3 separate regions of the Pan troglodytes genome follow, and regions 2 and 3 are each linked to region 1. Evidence: chromatin contacts called from public Hi-C data. All regions are on one chromosome and are shown on one strand. The core of a region is the stretch at or near the end of the contact, and the rest is flanking DNA. Distances in the headings are between cores, read along the strand shown. Region 1 holds the start of MN1 (MN1 proto-oncogene, transcriptional regulator). Region 2 has its middle 490 kb from the start of CRYBB1. Region 3 has its middle 580 kb from the start of CRYBB1.

The links. A called contact is a pair of places that touch in the nucleus more often than the background predicts.
Region 2: a contact with region 1 is called in a Hi-C map of stem cell-derived neural progenitor cells, with 4 times the contacts expected there. The contact joins the enhancer-like site here to the promoter of MN1 in region 1. A contact is called at or near these places in 1 of 7 Hi-C or Micro-C datasets (stem cell-derived neural progenitor cells) and 1 of 1 datasets of contacts at active chromatin or transcription factors (stem cell-derived excitatory neurons).
Region 3: a contact with region 1 is called in a Hi-C map of stem cell-derived neural progenitor cells, with 2.2 times the contacts expected there. The contact joins the enhancer-like site here to the promoter of MN1 in region 1. A contact is called at or near these places in 1 of 7 Hi-C or Micro-C datasets (stem cell-derived neural progenitor cells) and 1 of 1 datasets of contacts at active chromatin or transcription factors (stem cell-derived excitatory neurons).

Annotation. Positions count from the first base shown.
Region 1 is chr23:29,962,381-29,966,381 of NHGRI_mPanTro3-v2.0_pri, reverse strand. MN1 (MN1 proto-oncogene, transcriptional regulator) reads left to right here and starts at 1,801. Exons shown (of 2, transcript XM_016938877.4): 1 at 1,801-4,001.
Region 2 is chr23:29,271,005-29,275,005 of NHGRI_mPanTro3-v2.0_pri, reverse strand. No RefSeq gene overlaps it. Among named protein-coding and RNA genes, the nearest start is that of CRYBB1, 490 kb to the right of the region's middle. Within about 2 kb of position 2,120, at least 4 of the 24 cell types and tissues checked have an H3K27ac peak or open chromatin away from gene starts, as enhancers often do. A contact at or near this core is called in stem cell-derived neural progenitor cells, where this site is marked.
Region 3 is chr23:29,359,996-29,363,996 of NHGRI_mPanTro3-v2.0_pri, reverse strand. No RefSeq gene overlaps it. Among named protein-coding and RNA genes, the nearest start is that of CRYBB1, 580 kb to the right of the region's middle. Within about 2 kb of position 1,891, at least 10 of the 24 cell types and tissues checked have an H3K27ac peak or open chromatin away from gene starts, as enhancers often do. A contact at or near this core is called in stem cell-derived neural progenitor cells, where this site is marked.

The sequences.
Region 1 (4,001 bases), core at 552-3,051:
GATGGAGTGGGGTGGACTGAGATTCATTAAGGATCCCAGAAGATAACACTGCTGGATGTTGCGCTACCCAGACCTTGGGGGTAAGAGAGCATTCCAGTGCCGGGATTATCTGGTAGGAGTTGCCGGGGGCGGCGGGGGGCATTTCCCTGAGGATGTGGCGGCTGTGCTGAGGTGCGGCTGTGCCTTCACTGAGCAAAAAGCCCTCCAGCCATGGGCACAACCCCTGCCAGGGCCTGTGATGGGAGAAGGTGAGAAGGGCACAGTAGGGGCCAGTGCAGCTCTGGTGGAGGGACTGGGGCAGGCATGGCAAGGTCACCCGGGCTGGGCATGCAGGGCCTTGCACACTGCAGTGAGGAATTTGATCTTTATTCTCAAAAGATAGATCCACTGAATGTTCTAAGGATATGAGTGAAGGGCTGTCTGTGACCTGACTTTATCAGGTTTAGAGCCCAGCTGCTGCCCAGGTCGGGAGAGCGGTGGCCAGGGCCAGGAAGGGAGGGATAAAATGGGCAGAGATTTCAACAGACCTGGGAGTGGGCTGAATCAGTGTGGGCACTTTGTGCGTGTGTGTGTGCATGTGGACACAGGTGTGCATGAGTGCATGTACATGTGTGTGCACACCCAGCAAGCATTCAAGTTAGGGGAGCGTCCCCAGGCCTCCCTCTCTCCACCTGAGCCAAGAAGGTGCAGCGGACACGCTGATGACCAGGGTGACTCCATGCCTGGTGATACTCCCCTCCTCCAGGCCTGACCTCTGGAGCATCACTGGGTCCCGGTGCCTCTTGCTCCCACTCTCTCCCAGCTCCCTGTGATTTAAGAGGCATTTTCCTTTTGGGTGATATAGATTCCAAAATGCTGCATCCATCTCCTGGGCTTGGTGAGGCCGGCCTGTCTGAGTTATAGCAGATTGCTTTCTGCGCAGGGAAGGGGGGTGGAGGACACTGGTTTGCTCTTAACGCTCTCTGGGCTCGGAACATTTGAGCAAACATTCCTGGCCGCTTTGGAAGTTTGGAAACCCAGATGAGCTCATCGGAGCCAGAGGTGGGGGCAGCTGGCGCCTGCAGCCTGCCTGGAGCTCACCAGGTGGCCGGGTGGCAAATGTCGGAGGCTGGCAGCTAAGCCTCAGCTGGGGTGGAGGTGGCCAAGAGAGGGTGGGGCCTGCACAGCTGGGGCCTGGCCCAGAGAACCCAGGGTGAGTCCTCTCTCTACTCAGCGCTCCTTTTCCTTGCTGTCAGGGCCTTGGCGTGACAAGGCCTCCGGACCGGACCGGAGCCAGGAGTCTCAGGACCATGCAGCCAGGGTCTGAGGGGAGACCAAAGAGAGCAGGCACCTCATCAATTCAGGGCTGACCCGCAGGGAGCCACCCGCCCTGCAGGGGCCTGGCTCCATGTAGTAGCTGCCGTTTATTGAGTGTTAACTACGTGCTAAGTGCTCTGTGCTTGTTCACCCCCTAACAACTCCAGAGAAGATTATCCTCCTCATTTGACAAATGGGGAAACTGAGGCTCAAGGAGGTAAAGGGAATATGTGCAGTCGAGCCTGAGGCTGACCCTGTTCGCCTCCAAACCGCACTGCCTTCCTGCTATGCACACAACAACAATTAAATGAAGAGCTGGTAACACTGTCACAGGGCGAACGGTGATGATTTGTGAACGTTTCCAAGAATCTGATCAAATAAGCACATTACTCACTGCCTCTGGGCTCTGTTTCCTAGTTGGGTGGGAAGGGCCATTCAAAGCCCATCAGCCCCGTTGTCGTCCACTTTACAATCCCTTAGACAGTGTGACTGATAGTGGGGGTGGGAGGTGGGGTGTCTGAGGGTTCCCTGGGGGTTCCGTTTGTTTCCTTCCTGAGCCCTTTGGGCAATAAGTGTGGGATCTTCTTTTGGAGGAACTCTCCCCAAGCTCCTTCTCAAAGTGGTGTCCTGCCTCTAGGTTCCCGTCCATTAAATGGGCACACATCTATTCCTGCAGTACAATTGGTGCGAGAATTAGAAATAATCTATGGAAAGGAGTCCATCTTATGGTGAGTGCTCAGAGATGGGAGGCTGCTTTCCTCCTATCCTGGATCTCTGGAGGATGTCAGCAAGGCACCCCCCATTTCTTGCACTGGAGCACACTTCCAGGGAGCCTTAGAGAGGAGGTGCCTCTACTCGCCTCCCAGGGATGGCGTGTGACTGCTGTGCTTAACCTACACCATTTCATTCCGTCCTCACGTATGTCCTTTGCTGTAGGTACTGCTGGAAACTGATTTTACAGATGAGGAAACTGAGGCACAGAGAAGGGAATGATCCACTCAAGGTCACAGATCTCAGATCTGTGTGATGCTCTAAGCCACCCCAGCACACCCCTCTGTAAGGAAAGTGAAGAGGAATGGGGCGCTGTAGAGCAAACAGGGACGCACCTGCCACATGCCGGCTGCCGTCGCTGCTGACACATGGAGGAGCTTGGCTGCAGACTCCAGCTGCACACAGGGCTCCTTCCTGGAAGATAAGCTCAGCCTGGGTCTTGGCATTGGGGGTGGTTCCTTCCAGTACTTGCTCCTTACCTCAGTGGAGACAGGGCATGCAGCCATGGGTGTCTGAGAGGGTGGGGGACAGGAGATGCAGGTGACAATCGACAGTGTGATTTGAAAGGTGTCGGCTAATGACTGGTCCATCCAAAGTTTTCCCATCATAGATGCTTATTTTGTTCTGTTTATGAGGCTGGCTTTCCAGCGAGGTTCTCGGTGGTAATGAGCCCACATTGCTGATGGCCGCAGGGAGGGAAAATGAAGAGGTGGGGAGGGAGGGGCTTGTGAGCATGCTAAATAGGTTTGTTGAATAACCTGCTGAACTTTTGCATTTTCTGACTAATTGTGTGGTATGTGACGCTTTATGAGTGATGGCTGTTTTTTTTTTTTTTTTCCTCCTTTTTTTGCTGAATAGGGACTTTTTCAAGGGGAGGCTAACTGGGCCCTGGAGTCGCTGGGGCCTCCGTTCCAGCCTGTGGGGCTGGTTTGAGTTATTTTGGGAGCAGGGCCTGGGTTCAGCATACTTCGCTTAGAGAATGGAAAATAGAAGCTCATAGCTGGATGCCGTCTGGGGAAGAGAAACCCACGTAGATGGAGACATTGGCAGGATGGCTCTAGGACCCTACGTATCCGAGTATGAAACCAGGCCCTGCCATGCAGTCGCGATGTGGCTTTGAACACGTCGTTCTTGTACCAATCAGAGCCTCCATTCCAGAGGATAATGGAGATGCTTACTTCCTAGGGTTGCTTTCTGGATTCAGTGAGGTCTAAGAGAGCTTCTGTGTTCAGAAAAGGGGAGGTTTGTAGCATCGTTCCAATTCATGCTTTCAAGCAAGTGTCTCATTTCTGATCCTCCATGTCACAAGCTAAGCGTGTTGCTGTGCGGTTGAGATACTGGCTCTGGCTCTGAGCTAGACTCATGAAAATGGAGCGTCCCCGGGAAGGTTGAGTTGTCCAGGAGATCTGGAGGCTAGCGGCAAGCTATGGAGCCTCAGCCCCATGTGTCTGGTACCTGGGAAGTTGAAATGCCCTATGGTGGCCACAGCTCTTCTCCTGAGCAGGTAGCCCTGCCAGGCCAAGTGCGCTGGGGATACTTCTTGTTCCAGGTATCTTTTGAGGGGAAATTCAGTAGTTCCCTATACTGAAACCTTGTGATCAGACCCCAGAGACCTCAGGGGAGCAGCGAAGTAAAACAATAGAGAAAGCAGGGACCCCTCTTTAGGGCTGGGACTCTCCAGGGGCTTAGACCCAGGGCCAGGCATCAGAACTGTGGGCAAGGCGTCCTCTTTCCAGATGGTAGCCCTGGGTTTGAGAAAGGGAGAATCTTTGTGACTGATACGTGGGCTAATGGTGAAGTTGTGCTAGGCCTGGTTTGAGTTCTGGCTCTGACTCTTACTTGCCGTGTGACCTAAGGCAAGCTCCTTCACCTCTCTGTGCCTCAGTTTTCACTTTTATAAAATGGAAAAAGAATAGAACCTACCTCACAGGGTA
Region 2 (4,001 bases), core at 871-3,370, 690 kb after region 1:
GATTCAGTCCCCTGAAAACACAACAGCTTCTTTGTCTGGTTCTCTCAGAAGCCAACTCTGAGGCAAGGATTCCTAGAAAAGACTATCTTAAGAGTGAGAGGTGGAATTTTATTATCTATGGTGAGTAAGTAGAGTTTTGTCCTGCTGGGAGCCTCCAGAAGGCAGTGTGACCCACCTTGGTGTTCTCTTACCTGAGAGTCCAGGGGCTAGGGTGTTTACCCACCTCAATGCCCTCTTGATTGAGGACTGCTTTCAGGGGCAATAACTCACTGCTGCTTCCAACCTGCCCTCTGCACAGACGAGTAGGCTCCCAAGGCCAGAACAACATCTAGAAGCAGGGAGTCACAGGTGTGCACAGTAAGCGCACTCTTGAGTTTGAGAGTGGACAGAATATGGGCGAGATGCTTATGGTTTCAGTTCACCATGCCTCATCACACTTTACTGCAAGTTCTTACAGTAAACCCTCTGCAGCAAAGACAACTGTTTTCCGTAAAGGGCCAGAGGATCAATACTTTGTCTTTTGTGGGACATATGGTCTTTGTCAAAGCTATTCATCCTATACCCATGTAGTGCAAAAGCAGCCATAGAAAATATGTAAAGAAATGGGTGTGAATGTGTTTCGATAAAACTTTATTTACAAAAACAAGCTGTGGGCCAGACATAGCTGGACATGTCTAAACCCTGATCTAAGCCTGGGATTATATTTGCTTAAAACTTGGGTGTCAGCTCTTATCAGCTGACTGTGACTTCCAGGAGGAAGGAATCTTTCTAGTGACTGAGTCCTGTCTTCTTCCTTCAATGAGAAAGACAGCTGTGATTGATTAGTGATGTCTGCCTTGGCCCAGGCGGGGAGACAACAGTACGCATACTGCACATTGTACATCCCTGACCTCAGGAAACCTCAGCAATCCGAATGAGTTAAAGCAATGTGGTAAAAATAGCCTTCATTATTATTTGGGAGATAGGGGGAGGGGTGATCTGGGAAGCCTGGCCTCTTTCCAAACACACTCTAACACTGTGGAAACCTTTGTCTTTGCAGGGACTGCTTTATGTGCTCCCTTGACTGTGAGTGATTTAAAGGTAAAAATTGCTTTTTTTTTTTTTGGTTGTTCTTTCTCTCTTCAGGTCTAACCCAAGGGCTGGCACAATGTTTAGTGAATGTCTCTTGTATGAATGAATGAATAGATGAAAGAATTTGAGATTGACAGGGGCAATTAACATTTCCTGAAGGCTCATTCTGTGCTGGGTTAAGACAGCTCATACATTTTATCACACCTCCAAGATAAGTATCATATGAAGCAAGTATCATAAAGTCCATTTTTCTGGCTAACTGCCCTTTTATTTCACTTTACTATTTTTTAGATATTGGGTCTTGCTCCTTCACCCAAACTGGAGTGCAGTGGCACGATCAATCACAGCTCACTGCAGCCTTGAACTCCTAGGGCTGACACCATCCTCCCGCCTGAGCCTCCTGAGTGGCTGGAACTACAGGAGTGCACCACCATGCACCTAATTGGTATTTTAAATGATAACAACCACAAGAATAATATTAACAATAATGATGATGGTGATAGTGACAGCTGCCACTTATATCCATGGGCCAAGCATTGTGCCACGCATTTTGCTTACATCTTCACACAAAATCTACCAGGGAGGGAGTGTCTTTAACTGTCATTTTACAGATGGGGAAACCGAGGCTCTTATGGGGAAGCCACTGGCCTGAGGTCAAGCACCGGAATGTGACTGAGCCAAAATGTGGCAGCAGATCTGACTATCGGCCTTTGTGGTTCACGATTATTGCCTCCATTACAGTGCTGCCTGTGTGCTGGTTCTCGCATGACAGGGAGGGTTGTGAGTAGACAGAGGGGTCGCAGCAGGACTGGCCCCTACCCTTTCAGCAGGGACAGGTCACAGGCTGAGCAGGATGGGGCGCCAGGGGCAGGCTGCCTCCCCACATGCAGAGGTCCCACCCCAGCTCCCTACCAGCAGCAGGCTGGGAGCCCTAGTGTGCCCAGCGCCCCCATGATTGGCAGCCTGCAGATGGCAGGGGTGCCTTGGAATTTATTATCCAAGCATGCCTTTCTGAGGGGGCCTCACTGCCTGACACTGCTTTATCGGAAAGCTGGGAATGGTTAGCTGAGCCCATCTGTTAGCCAAAGAGGGGAACTCAGTGGGTGGGGAAGTCTGTGGAGTCATTTAAAAGGAATTTCTCTGATGCTGAGGCCAGGGCAGAAGGTTATCTGCCCGTGGGCCGTTGGGCTGCCTGGTTTGGGGTATTGGGGGCTTGGGGGTGGTGTGTGTGTGTTTGGTGGGGGACTCTCATTGCTTGTTCTAAACCAAAAATTGCTAGAGCCCTTCCCCCTTCTGAACAACAATTTGAACTCTGCAGTGCTCTTTCATTGCTGAAACCACCACATTAGCATCGTCAGTGTCTTGGTGACGAATCTAGGACAGATGGGGATAAATGCAGTGATCTGAATTAATACTGGGGTGGCTAATGAATCCAGGAGCCGGGAAATAATTAGGAGAAGTTACTGCTCCTGACATGGCAAATAGAAGCTGTGTGTTAGATGCCTTCTTCTCTCTCCCCTCCCACCAACCAAGATGCCCCGGAAGTCAGCTGTGCAGCCACCTGGGGTGGGGGACACTTCGATGTCAGGACTTGATCTTGGGTGAGGATTCTGGGACATTTATGACAGAGGCTGGTGAACGGCAGGTGGAGACAGGAGAATGGCGGTTCTTCCATTGTATATCAAAGGTTCTTCTGTGCTTGGAAAAAGCACTGGACTGGGAGCCCAGAGACCTGGGTTCAAGTGCAGGCTCCTACTGGATCATCTTAGGGCATGTGGTTCCCTCCTCCAATGCTCAATGAAAGTAGAGCGTGATCGAGGGTAGCATGCACTGTTTGCTGCCCAGGGGCAGGCCCATGCTAAGTGATTTGCATAGGGCTCTCATTTAATCTTCTTCCACAGCTCTAGTACTCTGTTTGTTCTCACTCTACCAAGTCCAATTGTTTCAATAGCTCACTCAAGGGCATGCAGTTGATAGCAGAGCTGGATTCAAACCCAGAAATCAACTCAAAGGTCTGAGCCCTTGACCATACCATGTCACTGCCTTTTGCCACAAAGAGCCAGATAATCATTGATGTTTCTTCCAACACTGACATATTTTTAGGCCTTCATGATTCTTGTAGATATCTTGTAGATATCTGCTTTGCAATATGGGGAGTGAGCTATGCTTTTGTAATTGGGTGTCTGAAAAGGCTGGGCCCCTATTATATATGATCATATGCTTTATTCTTCCTTTCTAAAACTTAGCATGTTTGCAATGGAATAATTAAGTGTTTATTGTTTAATGGTTATCTACCCTGCTAGACTGAGGCTCCAAAAAGATCTCATCTATTTTGCTCACTGTTATGTCCCCAGTGCAGAGAAGAGTGGATGATATGTTGTGTTCGAATTGATATCATTTGACTGTGTCCCCACACAAATCTCATCTTGAATTGTAGCTCCCACAATTCCCATGTGACATAGGAGGGACCCAGTGGGAGATAATGGAATCATGGGGGTGGTTTCCCCCATACTGTTCTCATGGTAGTGAATAAGTCTCATGAGAGCTGATGGTTTTATAAGGGGTTTTCCCTTTCACTTGGCTCTCACTCTTTCTTGCCTGCCACCATGTAAAACGTGCCTTTTGCCTTTTTCCATGATTATGAGGCCTCCCCAGCCACATGGAACTGAGAGTCCATTAAACTCCTTTTTCTTTATAAATTACCCAGTCTCAGGCATGTCTTTATCAGCAGCATGAAAATGGACTAATACATGATTGAATGAATGGATAAATGAATGAGTAAGTGAAGTAATTTGTGAATGTATTAGTGAGTGAGTGAAGGAACATGTGAATAATTGGGTGAGTGAATGATTGAGTGAAGTTTGGAGTAAATGAAGGAATAAATGAGTGAATGAGTGACTGAGTGAGTGAATGAATGAATGCATGAATGA
Region 3 (4,001 bases), core at 642-3,141, 600 kb after region 1:
GGCCTGTCGCTATGGAGAAAGGGAAGAGTGGACTTGGGATAGGAGAGTACCAGTGGCTGCCACACTCTATTTTTGTTTTCTAACTTGTATAATTCCAAGCAAAGAATGCCTTTTGAAATGGGGTATTGGTCAAAACGGTATGTGCAATGGAAAACTTTAGCCTGTTAGCTCCGGATAATCAGACCTCAGTTAAATCAGATTTCACTTAATCTACTGAACTTAACGGGGCATCACATGAGTACACAAGAAGGTAGTCTGCTTTGCATAAGCCAGATTTTTGAAATCACCATTAAATGAGCATCTATTGCAATTACTGAAGGCATCAGAAACAGAGAAAGGTTTTCACTGCATATTGCCTGCTTCCCTCATTGCCCATTGGCCTGTGAAGGGCTGGAGTCTAGTGTCCACTCACGTGTGAGTCTGGCACTGATGCAGTGGGCTGGACCTTGCGGAGGCCACTGTGCTTTCATCTGCTACGTGATGAGGCAGCTCTTCCATCACATACTACTCTTAGAACACCAGCAGAATCTTCATTGGAACCACGCTGTGAGATCCTTTGGATTTTACTCAATAATCTCACAACTGCAAAAGCAAATATCAACCCAGGCACTGAAGTCACATGGAAGCCCTTTGTTCTAAGATGATCTCCCAGGTTAGAAGGCAATTAGAACCCTTTTCCGGGTTATGGTAGAAATGAGAAAACCAAAGCAAGTAGACAAGTGAATACATTGGGGTGTGTTCGTGGGTCCAGGTTTGAGACATGATGGCTTCTGCCACCAGGTAGATGGTTTTCAAAGGGCATCTATGTCCATGAGTCTGTGTGATTCCCTTACAGGAGCCCTGGAAGCAAATGGAAGGGTTATTTCAATTGAGAGGTGAAGGACTTGTACGTCAGAGAGGACAAGCTACCTGGTGAAGGTCCCACAGTTTATGAAGGTCTGAGCTGAGAGTCACCCTTGCTCTGTCCTGGAGCTGTGTAGGACTGGGCTCTGAAGCCTTCTGCAATATTGCAGCTGAGGCCCCCAAAGTGGCGCCACCATTCCTGTGGCCCCCAGAAGCAGAGGAGACACCCTAGGCTCCTAAGACCCAAAAGCATCTTAGAGAAGATCTAGATCCAACTACCCATTATACAGATGTGGGAAGTGAGCCACTGGTGGGTGAGAAGCCAGTGAGTCAGTAAGACAGCAACAAAGATGGGGGCTGTTTCCAAAGGCCAAGTCCATGGCAGAAACCCAGCAGTTTCAGGGCATGCAGGGCCACAGCAAAATCCTATTCAAGGATTTGCTGCTGCAATGAAAATGCTTATTATTGCCGTCATTACTACTAGCAGTTCATGCCTAGTAGAGTCAGCTCTCAATAACTATCTCTGGCTCCTCCTCACTCTTGTTATTCAGCAGACTTATTAGCACAGTGCCTGGCCCTATTATTATTATTATTATTATTATTGTTCACCCGCTACTCTGGCTCCAAGAAGTGCTCCAAAAATAAATTGATTGAATGAATGAATGAGTGATTCTAGCAGAGTTCCCAGAGCGCCTACTCTGCCCCGCTTGGCCCGGCCGCCTCCCCACACCAGATCACTGTCTGCCTCCTTGTGATATGAAGCTGCCTTTCCCATCACCAGCACGAACTGGACTCCTAATCCACTGTTCTTTGGTTTAAGAGTCATTACAAAGTGCTTAATTAAGTAAGCCTCGCTTAATCACCAAATGTTTGCATGCGAAACAAGTTCCCGGGAAGCAGGGCACTTGACATGTTCTGCACAGAAATAATTACGCCGAAGAGGGGGAGGGCCGCGGGCTGGGACTGGGAGCCTCCACATTTCATTTGAGGGCCTCACCCATTCATCACCGAAGGGGAATTAAAAGGCTTTAGCTGGAGCAATTCGAGAACTCCCACATTCCTGCTGGATGAATCACGGGAGTGGGGCCGCTGTCTGGGTTTCCAAAGGCGCAGAGCAAGGGGAGAGGTGGGAATTCGAGAGGCGAGTTGGGGGCTGGTGGGGCCCCGGGGAGGGGTGCTCTCGGGGACACAGGGGAGCTCTGCCTCCCCACAGCCCATGTGATAACAATCCCTCCCTGGCTCAGTCTTTGGCCTGCGTATTCCAAGTGCTGCCTTAGATAGTTTCAATTGCCCTCTCTCTCTATTTCAGGAGGAGGTTTGCAAATTGTATATGAATTTGCAGAATACATTGGTGGTGGCGGCGGTGGTGGTGGTGGTGGTTAGTGGAGTGTGTGTGTGTGTGTGTGTGTGTGTGTGTTTGTAGGCTATCACTTAATTTCTTCCTCAAAATCTTCCTAATCCTGTACTTCCCACAGAGCACTGGATTAGTTGGTACAAGAATGAACTTACCTTTCTTATCTCAATGGCTTTTTGTCTATTTTCATATGTATTAGAAAAAAAAACCATACAGAATCAGCACCTCATTCTCTGATTTCAAGGGTATTATCAAATCAAAGTTGGTATAAAGGAAAAAAAATAACTCTTTCAAGGTAGAACAAGGATGTGAACTAAATCAGGAAGGAGGGCCACACTGAGGTTTGGGACACTGTCCCTTAGCACTTCACGTTTCCCACGGTACTTGTCCCAGCAGGACCTCATGTCTCTGGATTGTCAAAGGCTCTTATCATGCCCATTTTGCAGATTAAGAAACAGAGGTCCAGGAAACACAACATAGCCCCTCACTTCTTCTCTGGGATGGTGGTGGCTGCACTGTACTGTCAGAAAAAATTATAAAAGACGTTGATATGGGCCAAAAAATCTATAAAGATTGCTGAATGTTCTGTCTAGCATAACTCTCCAGGATATCTATGCCTTGTATCATCTTTGAGCTATTTCCTAACTCTCGAAGCTTAAGAAAAAAACCAATAGTAATACAAATGCTTGGTGCCATAGAAATGCAAATGAATTGTGTCCAGTGGAATGCAATTGATTATTATCCTCAAGTTATTGACCACTTTCGTATCTACTTGTAAATGAATGCCAGCATTTCTGTTTGCCTGCATGTCTATGTGTGGTGCTTAAATTCTCCTTTGAACCAGTTGTGCCATTTTCCTGGTTCTGTCATTAATTAATGCTTTAAATAAAATCTCTGATGGGTGTTCATTCTGTAATTGCACGAGAGTCGTGATTTTGCCTTTATTTAAAAATGATCCTTTAATGGTACCCACCCAATAAGGAAAGGTCGAATTCAACAATGTGAGATGGGAGAGTAGAGGGACTGGGTTTGGATGATATTTTGAATGGAAATTGTTGGTCAGTATGTGCGCGTTTCTGTTTTCTGCCGGGTTGCATCTTTTTTTCTCTCCCCATCTCATTCAAGCAGGTTGCCAGCTCTACCGTCACCATTCGGGGGTGGGTACAAGCCATGCAGAGAATTGACAAAGATCCCTGGCTTTCTGATATTTTAAAACTAAGACCCTGGCTGTGGCACCACCCTGGGGGTACAGGTGGGGACTGAGCTTTCTCAATATCTGCCTTGTATTATGTTTTCCTCTAGCCCAACGGAATGGGGGCTGGAGAAAGAAATTACATTGATTTACAGAAAATAAACAGCTGTGATTTCTTGCAGACTCCTGAGCTGGGGGGCAGGGTTCAAGCCTGCCACAGGACTGGTCATGATAGCCTGAATTTGTGTCTCGTTTAAGCCTCATCCGACCAGAGGCTTTATTTATTTATTTATTTATTTATTTATTGTTTTTTGAGATGGAGTCTCACTCTGTCACCCAGGCTGGAGTGCAGCGGTGCGATCTTGACTCACTGCAACCTCCGCCTCCCGGGTTCAAACAATTCTCCTGCCTCAGCCTCCCGAGTAGCTGGGATTACAGGCACCAGGCTACTTTTTTATTTTTAGTAGAGACGGGGTTTCACCATGTTGACCAGGCTGGTCTCGAACTGCTGACCTCAGGTGATCCGCCCTCCTTGGCCTCCTAAAGTATTGGGATTGCAGGCGTGAGCCACCGCATCTGGCTCACGAGGGCTTTTACAATGGAGAGAAGCAC